Linked DNA regions of Mus musculus: regions 1, 2 and 4 are each linked to region 3. Evidence: chromatin contacts called from public promoter capture Hi-C data. All regions are on one chromosome and are shown on one strand. The core of a region is the stretch at or near the end of the contact, and the rest is flanking DNA. Distances in the headings are between cores, read along the strand shown. Region 1 holds the start of Radil (Ras association and DIL domains). Region 2 holds the start of Wipi2 (WD repeat domain, phosphoinositide interacting 2). Region 3 holds the start of Ttyh3 (tweety family member 3). Region 4 holds the start of 3110082I17Rik (RIKEN cDNA 3110082I17 gene).

Region 1 (3,303 bases), core at 676-3,175, 1.9 Mb before region 3:
ACCCCTAATGAGATCTGACGCCATCTTCTGGTGAGTCTAAAGTCAACTACAGTGTACTTATGCATAATAATAAATAAATCTTTTTTTTAAAGGTCTATGGGGAGGGTACTAGTTCATCATATAGACAAGCCAAGTCTTAATTGACCTTCAGTCAATGGACTTCTGAGAGACACTACATCCTCAGGAAGAAGTTGAATAGTGGGAACCTTTTAAGAGTTAGTGTGTGTATCCGAGCTGGGCTGGGTAAAGCCCCCAAGCATAGGACCTGACAGAAGAGGTGCTCTGTAAATGTCTGTCCCCTTCCCCTGGTCTCAAACATGGGGCCATTACTTTACAGCAGCGGTTCTCGACCTATGGGCCACAACCCCTTTTGGGATTGCATATCAGGTATCCTGCATACCAGATATTTACATCCCAATTCATAACAGTAGCAAAATTATAAAGTAGCAGTGAAATAATTCTATGGTTGGGGGTTACCACAACATGAGTGTTTTAGTTAGGGGTTCATTGCTGTGAAGAGATGCTATGACCAAAGTAAAAGAAACATTTATCTGGGCCTGCTTACAGTTTCAGAGGTTCAGTTCATTATCATCATGGTGGGAAGCATGGCAGCATCCAGGCAGGCATAGTGCTGGAAGAGGAACTGAGAGTTCTGCATCTCGATCCGCAGGCAGCAGGAGGCTGACCATATGTCATACTAGGTGTAGCTTGGGCATAGGAGACCTCAAAGTCCACCCCCACAGTGACACACTTCCTCCAACAAGACCACACCTCCTAATAGTGGCACTCTCTATGGGCCAAGCATTCAAACACAGAAGTGTATGGGGCCATATCTATTCAAACCACCCAGTGAGGAACTGTATTAAAGGGTTGCAACATTAAGGAAAGTTGAGAACTACTTCTCTACAGTATAGTTCTTGACAAACTGCCCACAAAAAGATATACTTCTCGGGTTAGGGTGTGCAGTTTGAGATCACTGAACATACCAGAGAGAAGTCAAAGCAAAATACATTATTTGGGTCAAGGACCTAGAGCTGATTTGGTCCCATTTTGCATGGTTTAAAGTTAGTCTGCCATAATTTGACTTGTGTTTTTAAAATTCTGGCTGCTTAGGGTTGAAGTGATTCAGTTGGTAGAGCATTTGTATTGCATACATGAGGCCCTTGGTTCGATCCCCAGAACTACATTAACTAGGCATGGTAGTGCAAGCTTGTAATTCCAACACAAGGACAATGGAGGTAATAGCATCAGGAGTGCAAGGCCAGCCTTGGTCACATGGAGTTTGAGGCCAATCTGGCATCTATGAGACCCTATCTAAAATGTAAAATAAAATTCTACGAAGGATACATTAAAATTAAAGAACTGGGGTTAAATGCTGACAACACACACTATATACACGTATGCAATTGTCAATGAATAAATAAAAATATATTCAATAAAATAAAAGTCTGGCCTTCCTGTCCCTGGTCAGTTTCATGCATATTCAGTTATGTACCTGTCCATCTTTGTCCACCCCTCCACCTTCGTCCACTAACTGGGGTGGAGGCCAAACACCACCTACTTGATCATAGAGTACACAACCCCAAAGCAGGGGGGCCCAAGAACAGGCCACGCCCTTCTTTCCTGCAGCCCCGCCCCTTGAGATACCACGACTCGACTTTGGGAAACTAGCCCCGCCCCCTTGCCGAGGCCACGCCCACTCAAAGGCCACACCTCTTAGAGAATCGTTCTTACCGTTGGGGACCAGAAGGGGGCGCTAGCGCACAGCCTATCTTTCTCGGTCGGCCAGGCCCGCCCTAATACATGTGACCCCGCCCACTCGAGGCTCCGTCTCTGCCCATTGGGCGCTGAGGTGTCAAGTTTCTGTTCGTCTCGCCCGACTCCCCGCCCTTAGAGGCTCCGCCCCCAGAGGCCCCGCCCCTTCGGAGGCCTCGCCCTGTCCGTTGCGCGGCCGGCAGGAGGCGCTTCGAGCCGGGCGCCAGCTCGGCTAACGGCGGGCGTGGGAGCCGCGCGCGGGGGACGCAGCTGACAGGCTGCGCTGAGGTGAGTGCGGGGCGCGAGAAGGAAGGTCAGCAGAGGCCGAGGATGGCCCAGGAGGTGCGGCTGGGCCACTGCGGGGACCCGCGGAGGGTGCGGAGACCGCGGGCTGAGACACGGGTGGCGGGGCACGCGCTGGGGCGGGGCCGCGCTGGTCACGGTCCCCACGGCGAGTCCGGGCGCGATGGAGGCAGGCTTGCTCGGTTGCCATGGAAACCGGCGAGCGCACGGGGCCTGGAGCGGCCCGGGGGAGCTGCACCTGAAGGCCGGGTGGGCGCGGGTTGCGTGGCCCCGTGGACTTCCAGGGGCAATCCGGGTTCCGTCACTCGTGGCCAAGGGACCTTTCCAGGCCTCAGTTTACCTGGTAGTGCTTTGGAGGTGCAATCTAACCTGGAACAACCCGAAAGAGCTCAAGGCGGGAGTCCCGCACTCGCCCACCAGGATGGTGGTGACACCCCCGCCTACACCCGTCCCGCATCGCGTCTCCTCCCCATCGGTGTGCCCGCGAGAGGCATTGTTTCTCCAGCTATTTCTGTATCATTTCCAGCCAGTCCCCCGACAAGTGCCGCGCCTGAGACAGATGCTGAGCTGGAGCTCCGAGGCCCTCAAAGGGATCTGGCTTCTGTCCCTGGGGAGCCCTGGGATGGGGGCCTGACAGGCTGCAGACCTGCCCGGCCCAGCCTCTGTCGCCTGTCGAGTGTTTGGTTAATCTGAATTACCAAAAAGAATTTGATTACTGGTGTCTCTCGGTGCTGCGGGCCACCTCTTGTGCATTCCAGAGAGGAGCTTCTCTTTAATCCTGCTGGGAGAAGTCAGTCCCTTTTTGCTAAGTGACTAGCGGCCCAAATGAAACCTGATTGAATTATGCTTGCCTTTAAAGCCGCCCTCCAGCTGGAGCCATAAAGATAGGATTTGTGGATGAGGGGAGGAGGCTAATGCGCCGTCTGCAAAGTTGACTGCTCAGTTTTTCTTCTGTTGGAATGATAATGTGTTCCACATTGTCCTGTTGGAACAGAGACGTCCCTCCACCCATGTCAGCCGTCGTTGACCTCACTGCCTGCCTGGTCTCTGTGACTTAACCTTACTTTTTTTCCTTTTCTTTCTTTTTTCTCTTTTCTTCCTTTCTTTTTTTCTTTTTTAAAAAAGCAGAATCGGAGAACAAGAAAAGAGACAATTTCTGAGGCAGCCACGGCGAGAGCCCTGCGTGTACTCTTGACTCTCTGGGACCTGAGCTGTCCTCAAATGTTTGTGTGTCAGAGGCGAGAA
Region 2 (3,221 bases), core at 77-2,576, 2.0 Mb before region 3:
TTCTGGACTCAGTGTCTTTAGCATTCTGTTCTAATGTAGAAAAGACCCAGTGTGTTACAACGGAAAGAACACCAGGAGAGCAACCTCAGGGGATGAGAACCCAAGCCTGCCCCATCCCACTATTAGCCAACTTTAAGATCCTGACAGACTCTAGCCCTTTCTGAACTTCACAGTCTCATTTGTGGCTGGTCCCAATTTCAGGACAGCACCTCCTTCTTGAGCTCGTCTAAAGGTCCAACTGAGCACCTGTTGCACCTCCCTCCACACAGGTACTTGCCATTCTCCAATCTAACTTTTAAGTGAGGAAAAACAAAAGCCTCAGTCCCTGCCTTGCTAATGCTATTGTGCCAGTAGCGACCAACTACTTAGTGTGATGCCAAGTGACCCATTCCTCCTCCTCTTACATCACTTCCTCTTACTCACTTCCCAAGATGGCTCTTCTCCCTTCCAGTCCCATAACTCATCCATCCTTCATCAGAAACCTCATCTATTACCTACCTTCCAGGTATGCCAACGAGGCAGCCTTGAAGAACCAGATGGGGAACTACAGGAGTTCAGTCCGGTAAAACAGTGGACCGGTACGAAGGTTCTTTTTTACCCCAGGAATAGCCCACCTCACCCCCTTTTGAAGCTCCCAGACCCCTTGAGGATAAAGTCTCAGATCGAAGGCCTGGATTACTACTGCCGTTTGGTCCTTTTTTGGAGGAGACCAAAGTTACTTGCCAGAAAGGTCGGCAGAGAAGAAATAAGCAAACAGAAAAAGAAAAGCCATGAAAAGCGACAGAAGCAGTGAGGATACAGATGTATAGAAAGGGGGAGGCGGGCGATGCCCAGGATGGCCGCAAAACCGAGTCCGGGTGACAGGCGCAAACCGGCGTGCACAGTTCCTTCCTAACTTTGCGAAAGGCCAGGTCTCAGGACAGGTGGATGGGGGCACCCCGAGTTCCATCACCTCCCCCGGCCCAGGAGGCAGCAGCGCTCGAGCGGCCGCGCGGGCTCAGCACGCCCCCCGCCCATACCCCTCAACCTGACCAGCCCTGGTCTCTGCCCCGGCCCCGCGTCCGCGCCCGGCCTTACGTGTTATCCTGGTTGAAGTTGGCGAACAGCAGCTGGCCGGCGCCGGCCTCTCCGCTCTGGCTCGCCAGGTTCATGGCTGCGAGCGCGCGACGGCCTCGGACCCCCCTTGGCGGGAGCGCGCGCAGCTCGACTCGGGCGGCCCGCGGGAGCACGCTACACTCAGGATCGACGTCCGGTCCGGCAGGTCGCCCCGCTCGCCGCCTCTCGCTGCGCGGGGACCAACTGCCGCCTCATCCCGTCCCCACTCTTGTTTATGCTCCAGAGCCGGGACGGGCTGCGCGCTTGCGCGGTCCCGCCCACCCTCGCGTCGCACGGCGGCGTTCCGCGCAGGCCCGCTGCGTAGGCCCCGCCTCTTCGCCGCAGGCATCCGCGGGTGTTTCCGGTCGACTGCGCATGCATAAAGGTGCGCTGGTGGGTGCGCCTGCGCGTGGCGGAGAGTGGGCGGGGGCTTGCTGTCTGAGAACGGCGAGTTACCTCGTTGGTCCTGAGTCGTTGATCATTGTTCTAGGAACTTTGGCGCACCGCGTTGCTCGAAGAGAATGTCGCACGTCCGTTTTGCAGATTTGAAAAGCGAGGCGCAGAACTGCAAACGATTTGCCAAATGTTGGGTCTGAGACTGGAAAGGCGCGTGCGGTCACGGTCCTTGGGACAGGATTCTACTTTAAATGTATTGGTCCGTGCAACAGTCTATGGGAAGCACCTTTCTCTCCTTCCCGCTGCTTCCCTTCTTTCCTTTCTCTTCTTCCCTTCAAGGAGATAGAAATGTTCTGGTGGCGAAGGTCCTGGAGAAGAGAGAGACTTGTTCTGTGCTGTTAGAACTGAACCTCTAGGCAAGAGGCTGGTAGTTCCCAAGAGCAGTGTGCTGTCCTTGAGGACAGTTAAGCGGGGAGCAAAGTCGAACTTTGTTAGTACAGCCAGAGGGGCAAAGATGGCAAAGTTGTTGAGGAAAAGATGGCGCACACTTTCCCACCCTTCCTGTTTCGTGTTTTTGTTTTGTTTGTTGTCTTTGGATCGGGGCTCATCTATCTTAGGCTAGCTTTGGACTCTGTAGCTGAGGTTGACCTTGAATTCCCGGTCTTCCTGCCTTTACCTCTTAAAAGATTATGGAGCTGCACCACCACGCTTGTTTAAAGTAGCCTTTAAAATGGTTTGCTTTAGCCTTTGGAGACCTTGGCTCTTCTGGAACTCACCATCTTAATCTTCAATGCATAGAAATATACTGCCCTCGGCCATCTGCCCTCCGTCCTCTGCCCTCTGGTGCTGGAATTAAATGTGCTACGATTCCCAGCTTTTCTTTTTTTTTTTTTTAATGAATTCTTTAAGAATTTCATGCAAAGCATTTTGATCATATTCAACCTCACCACCACCCAGATCCACTCTTCTTCCCTACCCACCCAACTTTATGTCTTTTTTTTTTTCAGTCTTTCTTTTTTAAACCCACCAATTCCATTTTGTGTTGCCTATATAGTTTTGGATATGGTCTTCCACTGGAAGACCTATCGGAGATCATACATACCCTTGAAGGAAATTGATTCCCCGTTCCCAGCAGCTACCAGTTAACAACAGCTTAGCTAGGTGTGAGGCTTCATGCCCATCTCTCTTATACATACATCTTGCCTGGCTTAGCTTGCACAGGTCTGGTATATTCCACTGTGAGTTCATGTGTGTAGCTGCCCTGCTAGTCCAGAAAACACCATTTCCTTGACAGTATCCAGTGCCTCTGGCTCTTATAGTCTTTCAGACTCTTCTACAGTGGTCCTTGATCACTGGGAGGAGGGGTGTGGTATCTGTGGCTCACTTTTGGCTAGTTGTGGGCCTCTGTGTCAATAACCATCTTCTGCAAATAGAAGCTTTTCTGATGAGAGCTGAGAGATGCATTTCTCTATGGATGTAACAATAAGGGGTCACTTAAATACTATGTCTATTCAGCAGACTAGTGGTGGTAGGGCCTCCCCTAAGGTCTGTGTCCCACCTGCCCACAGGTTCTCGGCCTTGACAATGGTTCTGGATATGGGTTTCATTTTGTGGACCAGGCCTTAAATCCAATTACTATTATTGGCACAAGGAAAGACTTTCTGAACAGGACCCCAGTAACTTAGGCATTAAGACTAACAATTAATAAACGGAATCTCAGGAGACTAACA
Region 3 (3,386 bases), core at 801-3,300:
CCATGTGGAGGGTGGGCTTGAACTCAGACCATCAAGCTTGGCTGCAAGACCTTTACCTGCTCAGCCACCCTCCCTGCTTCTTCTACTTTAGACCCTTGTAACTTTTCCTTCAGGAGTTGTCCCCAGGAAAGGGTTTCACTGACCAAACACACGACTAATGAATCAAAATTAGCACATTTCCTGTGTCCCCTTCCTCCTCCACCTCCCTTTTTAGATAAGGTCTTAAAGCTTAGCCCAGGCTGACTTCAGATTTGCAATGTGATGTACCAGGCTTCAAACTTGTGATCAGCTGCCCAGGTGTGTGACTTCATACCTGGCTTTTGCACATCTTTTGGGGGTATGAAATTTGTCCATCATAGTGAGTATGTAATGCACAGGTATTGTAGCCTGATCAGAAGAAAATCTCCATTTTGGTGAGACTTCTGGTGATGGGAGAGGTAACTCCCAGATCTCACATCTATGTGTATGAACCTTGGACATCAGTTACTGTTGTTGGGACTAAGCAAGGATGCAGGGCTCTCTATGGGAGGTGCTGAAGCAGAGGCCAGAAACTTTCCCAGCCTGTGATGACCGTCTCTGATGTTACTGTTCATCTTTGGACTCCTAAAGGCAGAGCTGGGGGCAGAGCTACTCTCGGCTCTACAGGAAATCTAGCCAGGTGCGGGCATCTCACCTGCTGCACTGACTCTGTCTGGCAAGTGCTCATTTGACACTAGGAGGAAAGCTCGGCCTGGGGGTGGGGCGAGGGGGAACAGCCATTGCTGTGTGGCCCTGGAGTAAGAAGCCTAAGAACTTCTTACCTATCGCTGCAGGCTGATTCCCAGCTAGGTAGCTTCCTCCAGCCATCCAGAACATTGAAACCCACAGCTCTGTAAAGGGCCCCTGCCCTCGGGCCAGAGTGCAAGGAAGGAGATGCCTCAGGCAGTTGCATGAACTGAAAGACAGGTCTGTCAGGAAGCCACTGTCCAGCTGAGGAGTGAGGCTACCTAGCCGATGGAGAAGCTGCATGTGTCTAGTTTCTAAGAACATAAGGCCCCAGGGTTGTGAGTGCACAGAGCCAAGTGGATATGTTCGCTCCACCCGGGGAGAAGCAAGAACTGCCCCCCTGCCCCCATGACCTTTCTATAGGCTGTGTCCTGACCAGTAGCCTAGTTTCCAAGATGGGATACAGGGAACTTTCTTTACATCTTCCTTTTGCATCTTTAGAATGATGCAAGCAAGTGAGGTGCGGCGGTTCAGGCCTGTTATCCCAGTACCTGGGAGGCTGAAGCAAGAGGACTGCCAAGTTTGAGGCTAGGCTGAGCAATTTACAGAGATCCCGCGACAGAAAAAGTAAAACAGGGGATTGGGGATTTAGGTCGGTGGTAGAGTGCCTGGCTTGCATGCGTAAGGCCCTGGTTCCATAACTGAAATTAAAGCAGGTGGGTATTCAATCTATCTGCCCATTATCGCCTTACACGCGGCTTTATGGCTTATGCGCCAGGCTTTGTTCTGAGCACTTCACACTCGGTTTATCTCCGCAACGCCTTTTCTCAGACTACAACACTGATACCGAGAGGCTAAGTCATTCGCCCAAGAGCACACAGCTGCAGCTCCCGAATGCAGATCATGTCCATCCTAGAGACAGGTCACTGGTTCCCTGGCAGGTCCTTATGAGGGCTGCGTGGAAACCGGATCAAACCAGAGAGCAAAGGCATGGGTCGGAGAGGATGCTACACGTGAGCTTTGGATTCCAGCCTTCGTGGTCTACAGGGAAGAAATGGCTGAAGAGGTTGAGGGTCCTGCCTAAACCGAGAGGTGTAGGCAAAAAGACCAATGGTAACGCAGGGGGCAGGGCCTATGGGAGAAATGCCAATGGCAGTCCGGAGGCAGAGACTGCCCTGGTATGGGCGGGGTCTGCGTGGTGCCGACCAATAGCATTGTGTGGGGCGGGGCCGAATGTCCGGGAGGGCGGTTGGGGTGGGGCCTGAGGGCGGTGGGCCTATGGCGGTGTGGGGGTGGAGCCTGAAGGCGAGCGGGCGGGTGCGCGGAGGGGGCGGCGGCAGCGGCGGTGAACAAAGAGGCGGCGGGCGCGGGCGGCCGAGCGGAGCCGAGCGCAGCCGAGCCGGGCCGAGCCGGGCCGAGCCGGGCCGGGCCAGGGCCCCTGGAAGCGGGCACGATGAGGGCAGCTGAGCAGGGGTCGGCGGGTCCCTGAGCCCCGTGCATCCGGCAGCGAGGGAAGCCCGGCGCAGCGCCCGTGGCCGCCCGCCCGCCATGGCCGGGGTCAGCTACGCGGCGCCCTGGTGGGTGAGCCTCCTGCACCGGCTGCCGCACTTCGACCTGCGGTGGGAGGCCACCAGCAGCCAATTCCGGCCCGAGGACGCCGACTACCAGCAGGTGACGCGCGCCCCCGGGTGCGGGGTCAGGGGCCCCGGGTCATGGCCCCTCCCAAGGAGCTGGAGCTTCCCCATCCCCTTTCATTCTAGGAGTCGCCTCCCGTTCACTGATAACCTTTCCAGGGATTAATGTCGAACACCCCCTGGAAGGTGTTCAGCCCCTCTGTGTCACCAGGGCCTCCGATCCGGATTGACGGAGCTGCCTCCCTCCCCTGATAGACCCTCTTCTGATCCTATGGGTTCCTGGTAGGCCCGTCTTCATCCTTTGGGCAGTCAGCTTCTCCCCAGCAGAGCCCCCGCTAGCCAAGGCTGGATCCCTGGGTTCAGGCAGGAGGGTATTCCTCGTTCTCTTTCCCCAGCTAGGGAATCCCTTTGCCAGACTGTTGGTGGGTGAGGAGCCTGGGCCATCGCCAGCCTTCTGTGGCTGCTAATGACCCCTTGCTTCACGGTCAGGCTGTGGGATGTACACAGGGTGTCGTGTGGTTGTGGGAAACCAGGGTGCCAGCAGTCTCTCTACCCAGGGTGGAAAATGAGGCCTGGCTGAAGTGGGGTGAGTGGGCCTCCGTCTGGGCTGGGGGCCATGGGGCACTTGGCAGCCCTCTCCCTGCGAAGCCCTAAGTCTGGCGTCCTGCCAAGTCCCAGCACCACCCCCACTACTGAACCACTGTCATTTGAGTGCAGAGCAGGGGGACTAGGGCTGTGGGCTTTTCCTTCCTGCTCCAGATTCCAGAAAAAAAAGAATGATCAGCCCACTTGGTCACTAAGCACCTCACAGTTTCTCTCCGGCGGCTCCTGGGACAGACAGTAGCCTGGGAATCAAGTACTCCTGGGGCTGTGCCAAATATCTCTGCCGCCATCCTCATCTTACTGAAGTTGAGGGTGAGAGAACACAGGACTGTCCCTGCTCCCACTCTCTGCCTACCTGACCCCAGCTCCAGTAGCTGATGGTGTTCCTGAGCAGATTAGAACAGGTGTGAGGGGTAGAGCAAAACCTGAGTCCTGAAAGACAGC
Region 4 (3,493 bases), core at 77-2,576, 1.2 Mb after region 3:
TCTTTTCTCATTGCTTGATAATTCCCCTCTCTCTATTCTGCATCACAAGGAATTTACTGTCTCCTCTTAGTTGGCTAGCAGCATCAGCAATAAATCACACCCACTCCATCTGTAATTTTGTCATTTTGAAGCAGGGTCTCACTAAGCCTTGGCTAACCTGGAACACACTATGTAGACCAGGCTGGCCTCACACTTGTAGAGATCCACTTGCCTCTGACCCAATGCTGGAATTAAAGGCTGTTGTGGGGTACTCTGAAGAGAAGACTGCTAGACATGGTTTAAGCCAATAGAAAATCTTTATTAGCTGTCCAGCAACTACACTGGGTGATGGAATCCTAGTGTAGCACTGAGCCTTTTTCCAGGTGATTTTTTAAGCACTAAAACCATGTTCCGAGTTGACACACAGTTAAAAAGAAGAGTAAACCAGAAGTGGAACTAGAGAGGCTGGAAAGCAAGGTTAGTGTGTGTTGAGACTTTCCCAGCACTATATGGACTCTGATGGACTAGGCCCTTGTTTTAGTTTGGGCAGGTGGTGCTGTCTATGTGCTGCTAAGTTTTACAGCCTCATGGTACTTCCAATGTGGAGTCAGTGTGCTAAGGTCTGGTGGCCTACTAAGGTCTATGGCCCTGTTACAAGGCCAGTGACAGCTATGCCAGACCCTTTACATTACTTCTTCACTACTTTGTGTGTGTGTGTGTACACATACATATATTATGAAATGTACATATTTACTTATTTAGTGTGTGTGTGTTTAGAGGTCAGAAGACAGCTTGTGGGAATTGATTTTCCTTCCGATTTATGGATCCTGGACATCAAACTAACGTTACCAAGCTTTACAATAAACACTTTTACCGTCGGAGGCATCTCACTGGCCTTTATGAATCTCGAGAAGACCCCGAGTTTCTGATCCTCCTCCCTCTATCTCTTTGGTGCTGGGATTATAGGCTACAACAGGGTCCGACTTTGAACTCCCTACACAGCGGAGGATAGCCTTGAACTCCTAATCCTTCTTCCTAGCTTCCCTAGGGCTGGGACGAAAGGCGTGCACCTCCAAGCCCGGCACCCCTCGGATATTCTAACTTTACCTGCTGGAATTCTCTGAGAGGTGTTCTATCTGTTCAGCCCAGCACCAGCGGCCAGAATTCGGCCGCACGTGCCCACGCCACCAGGTGTTGCCCTGGCAACTGACTGCGCTCTCAGCTCAGAGAGATGACGCCAATATCCTGCGCCAGGGCTGCGCCCTCCCATGCGGCGGCCATTGGCTGGCTGGAAGATGGACGCCTTCCCGATCCAATGGATAGCGCTGATCTTCTGAGGGCGGGACGGCGCGGAACCTGCTGAGCTGGTGGTGGAGGCGCGTGGCAGAGGTGTGCGAGAGTGGGAGCTGCAGGTGCGTGCTGGGTAGGGTGGGGTGACGGGGGGTTGTCGCATCCGCCCGGGGAGACGCGGTCCTGGGCCGGGCTGTGCGTCTCTGCGCAGCTCTCCACGTGGATTTCCAGAGATCTATTCAACCACCCACCTACCCATTTACCCCTGTTGATACAGGCGACCACTTAGCCATTCGTCCACTCCTCCGTCTACTTAAACGTCCATCCACTCCTCTACCCAATTATCCATCCGTCCACCCACCTATTCATCCAGGCACCCACCCATCCATTCATCTATATCCTTCATCCACCCACCCACTTATTCATGCACCCAACAGTCCTTCCATGTATCCATTCTTACAAGTTGGGTGTGGTGGTACACAGCTGTGGTCTCAGTATCCTGAAGGCTGGGACTGAAAAAAATTGCCGCTAGCTCGGTCTAGCCATGTCTTCTAAATGAGACTCCGTTCAAAAAAAAAAAAAAAAAAAAAAAGATTCTTTGGGTTCCTTTTCTGTATCGGTGTCACTCAAGGCTCTGGGAAGAAACGGGGGCCAGAATAAGAATCCCAGATCTAGGGAGCCCAGGTTTTTGACTGTAGAAGATCTCTTACTAATGGTCTTAGGTACCATGGAGATAATTTAAGGGAGTCTTGTTCCTTCTTTGAGCTTGCTGAGGCATAGTCTTTCTGGTTTCTGCTGCTGCACTGTGTACCCCAGGCTTACCCCCCTGTCTCTGCCTTCCATCTCACCATAGGAGAGACGAGACGACAGATTCACACACTGCATCCAGCTTTTTATGTAAGTCCCAGGAATCGAACTCATATTATCAGGCTTGTTCGGCAGGTGCTTTTACCCACTGAGAACTCCTAGCCCTCTGTCTTCTTATTTCCTTGCTGCATGAAGCAGCAGTCAGTGCCTCTGGATTTCATTTCCTAAAGGACTAGTGACATTGGGCATCTTTTCATGTTCTTCACTGTTTGTTCAAGACCTTTGCCCATTCTAGAGTTTGCAGTGTGTGTGTGTGCCAGAGGTCAACTTTAGGTGGTCCCCAGCAGCCATCTACCTTGTATGTGACAGTGGACTCGACAGGCTAGGCAGGGACGGAACTCAGGTCTTCAGGCTTAGTGGCAAGCGCCTTTACCTGCTGAACCATATTGCTTTCTCCCCCTCCCCCACCACTTCTTTTGTTTGGTTTTTGTTTTGTTTTTTGAGAGAAGGTTTCTCTGTATAGCAAGCCCTGGCTGTCCTAGACTCCCTTTGTATACCAGGCTGGCTTCGAACTCACAGAGATCTTCCCACCTCCGCCTCTAGAGCTCTGGGATTAAAGGTGTGCACCACCCCACCTGGTGCCCAAATTCTTTTATTGTATAATTGCCAGAGTTATTCTGTGGTGGTGGCCATGCATGCCTTTAATCCCTAGAGGCAAAGGCAAGTGGATCTCTGTGAGTTTGAGACCAGTGTGCTCTACAGAGGGAGTTCCACAACAGCCAGGTTATGGAGAAACCCTGTCTTGAAAAGCAGAAAAACAAAAAGAGTTCTTCTCAGGCTCCACCACATGCAGATTTCCTGCCTGTAATGTGTGAGACAAGCACTGCTCTGAGTTGTCTTTACTTTCTTGCTGGCACTGTTCCCTGGGAGAAGCTTTTAAATTTTGTTTTATTATTTTCATTTATTTTTTAAAATTGCTAATGTGTGTGTGTGTGTGTATACCATGTGTGCGTAGGATCCCATGGAGCTCAGAAGAGGCGTCAGATCTCCGAGAACCGGAGTTCTCAGTGGGTAAAAGCACTTGCCGCACAAGCTTGAGGACCTGAGTTCGATCCCTGGGACTTACATAAAAAGCTGGATGCAGTGTGTGAATCTGTCATCTTGCCTCTCCTATGGCGAGATTCGAGGTGGTGATAGGAGAGTTCCAGGTAGCTGTGAGCCACCGTGTGGATGCTGGGAACTGAACCTAGGTCCTTTGCAAGAGTTGTAAGTACTCTTAACCTATGAGCCATCTCAATAGCTCCTTTCTATTTCTATTTTTAAGTGTGTGTGTGTGTGTGTGTGTGTGTGTGTGTCCAGAGGTGTTGGATCTGGAGCAGGAGTTACAGTTGATTTTGAGCTGCCTGAGATGGGTGCT

The links. Promoter capture Hi-C pulls out the DNA fragments that hold promoters and counts their contacts.
Region 1: a contact with region 3 is called in a promoter capture Hi-C map of embryonic stem cells, with 5 times the contacts expected there. The contact joins the promoter of Radil here to the promoter of Ttyh3 in region 3. A contact is called at or near these places in 4 of 39 promoter capture datasets (cranial neural crest, embryonic stem cells, hippocampal neurons and 1 more) and 2 of 115 datasets of contacts at active chromatin or transcription factors (astrocytes and large pre-B cells).
Region 2: a contact with region 3 is called in a promoter capture Hi-C map of hippocampal neurons, with 7 times the contacts expected there. The contact joins the promoter of Wipi2 here to the promoter of Ttyh3 in region 3. A contact is called at or near these places in 3 of 39 promoter capture datasets (cranial neural crest, embryonic stem cells and hippocampal neurons) and 4 of 115 datasets of contacts at active chromatin or transcription factors (astrocytes, embryonic forebrain, large pre-B cells and 1 more).
Region 4: a promoter capture Hi-C map of liver shows a contact between it and region 3, with 2.7 times the contacts expected there. The contact joins the promoter of 3110082I17Rik here to the promoter of Ttyh3 in region 3. A contact is called at or near these places in 1 of 39 promoter capture datasets (liver) and 1 of 115 datasets of contacts at active chromatin or transcription factors (embryonic stem cells).

Annotation. Positions count from the first base shown.
Region 1 is chr5:142,549,720-142,553,022 of GRCm38.p6, reverse strand. It overlaps Radil (Ras association and DIL domains), which reads left to right and starts at 1,925. Exons shown (of 15, transcript NM_178702.4): 1 at 1,925-2,043.
Region 2 is chr5:142,627,689-142,630,909 of GRCm38.p6, reverse strand. It overlaps Wipi2 (WD repeat domain, phosphoinositide interacting 2), which reads right to left and starts at 1,326. Exons shown (of 12, transcript NM_178398.4): 1 at 1,078-1,326. The coding sequence starts at 1,151.
Region 3 is chr5:140,647,695-140,651,080 of GRCm38.p6, reverse strand. It overlaps Ttyh3 (tweety family member 3), which reads left to right and starts at 2,050. Exons shown (of 14, transcript NM_175274.5): 1 at 2,050-2,376. The coding sequence starts at 2,254.
Region 4 is chr5:139,458,367-139,461,859 of GRCm38.p6, reverse strand. 3110082I17Rik (RIKEN cDNA 3110082I17 gene) reads left to right here and starts at 1,326. Exons shown (of 5, transcript NM_028469.3): 1 at 1,326-1,391.